2 separate regions of the Mus musculus genome follow, and region 1 is linked to region 2. The links are chromatin contacts, called in public Hi-C maps. All regions are on one chromosome and are shown on one strand. The core of a region is the stretch at or near the end of the contact, and the rest is flanking DNA. Distances in the headings are between cores, read along the strand shown.

The links. Hi-C and Micro-C count contacts between places; a contact is called where the count stands out from the background.
Region 1: a contact with region 2 is called in a Hi-C map of cortical neurons, with 2.2 times the contacts expected there. The contact joins two enhancer-like sites. A contact is called at or near these places in 2 of 484 Hi-C or Micro-C datasets (cortical neurons and nephron progenitors) and 1 of 9 other capture datasets (embryonic stem cells).

What each region holds. Positions count from the first base shown.
Region 1 is chr10:20,656,933-20,659,632 of GRCm38.p6, reverse strand. It overlaps a transcript of Pde7b not described here. Among named protein-coding and RNA genes, the nearest start is that of Pde7b, 110 kb to the right of the region's middle. Within about 2 kb of position 1,397, at least 49 of the 459 cell types and tissues checked have an H3K27ac peak or open chromatin away from gene starts, as enhancers often do. A contact at or near this core is called in cortical neurons, where this site is marked.
Region 2 is chr10:20,361,036-20,363,735 of GRCm38.p6, reverse strand. Mtfr2 (mitochondrial fission regulator 2) reads right to left here. Exons shown (of 7, transcript NM_027930.3): 7 at 2,067-2,700. Among named protein-coding and RNA genes, the nearest start is that of Mtfr2, 15 kb to the right of the region's middle. Within about 2 kb of position 1,440, at least 12 of the 459 cell types and tissues checked have an H3K27ac peak or open chromatin away from gene starts, as enhancers often do. A contact at or near this core is called in cortical neurons, where this site is marked.

The sequences.
Region 1 (2,700 bases), core at 148-2,647, 300 kb before region 2:
CACTTCTTTTAAGAGCTAAACACAACCTAGTAAAGAGAGGTCTTTGAAGTGTGAGTTGGTTGACCATTTCTGGCATGGAGCATCCAACCCAGCTGAACACATCTTGGAACCCGCTCCAGCTCCATCAGCAAGTGCTGGGAGATGACGTCACTGTGGGATTTCAACCGAACTTTATGTTCTGGTAAACAGTGCAGTGCTGCAGTTACCACTGGTGAATTCTATTGCCCCTGGGAAGCACCAGGGAAGCTCCTTATTGATGCGCAGGCCTCATTTGAAGGATAGAATGGTGTGAGGCTGAGAGAGCCGAGCTGAGTGGCAGGTGCTGAGGAAGAAGATGAAAGTCGCTGTGTGTGGAGAGCCACGTTCTGGGTTAGTTCTGCTCCCCTGTGAGCAGGATGCTGGGCAACAAATGGGGTTCTTTGGGAAATAAGTTATTTGGGAAATAGTCTCCCATTTCAATGCTCCTGTGCAAATAATCCCATATTAGAGATAACATAGGTTAGTTTGACTTAAATCCCTTTCCTTGGATCAATAACGCATTGAGGAGGCTGTAGCTATCATCTCCAAGGCAACAGCCACTCCCAGTGAAACGATAGTAAGGAAAGAATCCAGCAGATAGTTATGCAAGCTTTACCCTAAATAAAAAACCAAGAGAACATTGCTTGTCACCAAACTAGAAATAGAAATGCTAGAGTTCTTATAGAAATAAATGCACGAAAAATCCCCCTGCTTATCAAGCTGTCTCCACGGTATGTTTCCTCAAATTAGAATGTTCATAGCCAAATGCATCCCACCATCTGGGCAACCTAAGATGCTTCCCGCCCCCCTTCATTCCCTCTCCCATGTGTGTGTGTGTGTGTGTGTATGTGTGTGTGTGTGTGTGTGTGTATGTATGTCTGTCTGTGTCTGTCCGCGCCCGTGTGCATGTATTTAGCACTTCAGGGATCACTACGAAGTTGTTTATAAAACAGTTTTTTGTTTTGGTTTGTTTTGTTTTGTTTTAAGAAACAAAACCAATTTGGTGATGAATATAAATAAATAAAAATTATCTCACAATACCATTCAAATTCTTCAAAGAAAGCTAAACCAGGTTTCAAAATAAAAAGTTACACTGGTGGGTGGGGTAACTTGTGAGTGTATCACAATTCAGAGGAACAGTGCCAGATCCCAACAGCCTGCTCCTTTAGTCTCTTCCCAACTTGTATATCTTCCTGCAAAAACAACAACAACAACGAACCCCACGACTTTTTAAATTGTGAATTTTATTTGCTGAGTGAGACAGAGTGCCACACACCTGAAGTGATCTCAGAACTCAGACCCAGGGTGGTTTCTCTTCCTCGGCGGCTCCTCCTTTCTTTGTAAGGTAACTCTTGCAAGCCGTCCTTCCTGACTCACACTCACTCTGACTCCAGTCGCCTTGTCCTCTCAGACTGCCTGCTTCTCTCACAAGTCTAGTGTCTCATAGAAGGCTTGGGGTAATGCAAGAGCTTGTTCCTTTACTGAAGTCCCTGAGGGGCGCATGTATCCCGAGGGACAGAGGGACAGAGGGACAGAGGGACAGAGGGACAGAGGGACAGAGGATGATTTGAGATGCAAGGTTCAGAATTGAAACTGCAGCTTCCTTGGCCCTTACAAAGCCAGGTCACAGCTGCCTGGCTTCCTAATTTGGTTTGGCGTCCTGCGAATTCCCAAGCAGACGAATCATCCTCCGATTCATGTGTAAGGACAGAAACGCTTCTGAAAAGCAGCCAGGTTGACTCCATGTGAGACTTTTAACGCCCTTGTCACCCACGAGCACTGATAGATGATTGCCACCTGGAGGAGGAGTATATGGGAGCTCTCTGCCTCTGTCTCTCTTTCCCTTCCCAGCCCTGCATTCAGGTATGTGTGCACCTATGTCGGGCCTACATCAGACCACGGCTCTATGTTTTTCTTCTTATCTGGTAAACTCACAGGAAAATCATAAATACTTTACTTTATAAAATTTGATGAGGCAGAAAAAAACCCTTCCCTGTTGGTCATCAAATTACGACACGGCATGATTTTACAGTTTGTTCCATCTTAGGATTCGGCTGTGTTCTATCTCCCTGTGATTTCCCAGAGCCAACCACTTGAGGATTTTTGGCTGTTTGCCACTAGCCAGGCACAGATGCTTTTAATAAAGGGGGTTGGGGGGGGGTTAGCCACCTTCTGGAAACATCCCTGCTTTACAACATTCAAGAAATATCAATCCTCTTTTATTCACAAGAAGAAAAAAATTTAATAGCAAACATTGTGTATGTATCTGCTTTGTACCCCTCTCTGTGCTACATAAAATAGAATATTTCTCATGTTAGAAAGTCTACCACGAGTCTAATTCTACAGTTAGTCCAGGGGGTCCCAAGAACATGTGTGCCCCACACCAAGAAGCCATATTGATGTGTAGTAATTTATAAAAATCAAATTAAAGAATAAAAATTAACAATGAGTTGTCTGGAGATCTTTGTATAAAGGTCACGTTATGGGTAATTTGAAAGTATATTAAATAAATATTTGGTAACTTTACTATGTATGAAATAATATGTGATTTTAATATGTGATTAGGAAGGTACCCCCATAACTAGGGGGGAAGTGGATCATGAATATATGGTATAGAAAATTGATTAGAGTAATTACAAGTTATTCTGACCTTAGGGTAAGAAAGTATATTAAAAGCAATTT
Region 2 (2,700 bases), core at 191-2,690:
CAAGCAGATCTTGAGCCTGCAATCTTCTTGCCTCAGCCCTCCTGGTAGTTACAACTACAGTTCTGGGACACCAGACCACACTAGTTTGGGATTTGTTTTTGAGGCAATCTCCTGTAGGCTGAGTTGACCTTAAATGCCTGATCCTCCTGCCGCCATCTCTCAGATTCACAACCACACCCACCTTGGGCCCAGCCCTGAGTTTTAAATTCACATCAAGTCTGTTTTGACAAATGGGAAGCCATGTGTCAAAAGAGGTCTCATAGTCTAAGAGTGGCATGCACCGATTATCAATCAGGCACTCTGGGTTTAATCACAACTGTACTACTTGGAAGAAAATGACCTTAGGTGAGCTGCTTATGTGACATACACTCCACTGTCTTCATCTACAGAATGGGGATAACTCTTGAAAAGCTGTGCTAAATGGAGTATATACCTAGTGACTGTTGGGCGTAGACAGAAGTAAATGAATAAGACCCAGTTCCTATCCTTAGCAGAACCTGGTGAGACTGGGGAGAGCCAGCCCAGGAAGCAACTATTACAACAGATGCAGCAGTAGAGAGAAGCTCAGGGTCCCAGACAGAGAGCAGGCAATGGTCACATATACCAATGGGCTTTTAAGGAAAATGTCTTGAAGCAGGAGTAGGGATCCTCATAAAAATAAAAATACCACCAGTGTGTCCTCTGGTGGAGCAGAAGTTGCATGCTGCCCTTAACATGACAGAAGAACTAAAGCCACAGGGAATGGCTGATGCTGTAGGGTGGGGGAGCTTGTGAGTAGCTCAGACTGGAGGCAGACTGCCTGGGGTTTGAGTCTCGGCTCAGCACTATAATGGTATCATCCTGGGTCTAGTACTGACCCCTTCCCGCCTCTGAGAAGGGAGTGTGATGGTCCCTTTGAGGGAGTTGTGGGGAGGATTTAACAAATGAAAGTTTGTTAGAGCGCACAGGATTGTGCTAATACAAATTGAATATTCACTGTTTAAATTAAGTGTTAATCAGCTGTTAAGATTAGTCATCCTCTGACTTCAAACAGGATTATGTAAGCTGAAAGCAAGGTATGGGCTTCCAGAGAAAGCTAGCAACAGGAGGCTTGGCACAGCCCCATAGCTACCAGCTGCTTAAAGCAGAGCTAAACAGAAGGGTCCTTAGGGAGGTTAACCAGGCAGGTGCCACAGGATGAAACCCACCCGTGTTGCTCACAGTGGTTCCTGTGCCACTCCCTAGCAAAACAGCCATACTGTAGCTTTACAGTGGGGATAATCCTACTGCAATCTTGAATGTTAACAATTAAATACTGGCATGGCTTGCTTTAATTATTGACTTTTCACAAACATCTATTTGTGGGCCAGCAAGATGGCTCAGTGGGTAGAAGCACTTGCCACTGAGTCTGACAACTTGAGCATGATCTTCCAGAGCCCATACAATTCTTGACAACCGTACACTACCTATACACTAGTGTAATTAAAGCTATGTGTCTATTTGCTGGGGGAAAGTTGAATTAGCTGACTGATGCATGATTAAAAATGTCAAGGATATGCCAATTTATAATTTGTGACTGCCCTTTACAGAAGATGCTTGCACACTTCTCAATCTAGCCTTGTTTTACCAATGACATCTACTAAGTTGTCACTTGGCTGTGGTTAACAGCTGTTAGCAAGCTCAGCGTGCTCGGTTGGTACTGGACTTCCCTCTACTGGTAAATATAGAGAATTACAGCCCTAAGGTGTTTTGACTTTCAATTTGTTAATACACTGCTTTCTTACATACTTTATCTGTCAACTGTCTGGAATGCCTTCAGTAATGATGCACAGTTTAAATAGGTTAAAATTTTGTGTTTACAGTGTTTCCTATGGTTAGAACACGGATTGGAAAATCCATCTGCCTGGCTTCACAACCTATCTCACCACGTAGGCTTTGAGGACCTTGGGAGAGTGGCCGGACTAGTAACTCCCTCTGCCCAGTTTCCCATCTGCTGAGTGAGGCTACCAAAAGCCTACACCCACGCTATTGGTGTTGGGACTGAACGAGTCAATGCATGGAAAGTACTGAGATTGGCCAAAAGTGCGTTCAAAATGGAGGCCCTGATACACAACGGGTTTTATTTCTAAGTTCTTTACAATAAACTGTTGATGAGTGACAGACAAGTTAGGGTCCTCTGATAGGAGAGCACCTGGGGGAATGGGTGGGTGCTGACCCCACGGACACGGCCCCGCCCCCCTGCTCCCTGCTGCAACACAGGCGAAGCCAAGCAGGGAAGCATGCAAATGTATCACATTAGCACCAATGAGGAGACAGCCTACTGCAAATAAACTAGGGTTCACTTGTACCACCCCCCAAGAAATTCTAACAGAAATATAACCACTTCTCACAAAATAACCAGATTTCATAAAACAGTAAGAATATAATTTGAAATGTTAAATACTCAACCAAATTCAAAAGATCCATTTATTATAAAATCTACATTATATATATATATATATATATATATATATACACACACACACACACACACACACACATACATATGGGATACAAACATAATAGAGAACAAAGGGAACAAACCAGCCATCTGTGTGTGCAAAGCCAGTGTGGATGGAACTTATCAAGGGTCTACTTCTACTTGCAGTAGAAAGTTCAACCCTACATGACTAAAATTGTGACTATCTTTTTTTTCCCTTCAGTTTCTCAGGTGTTCCTGTG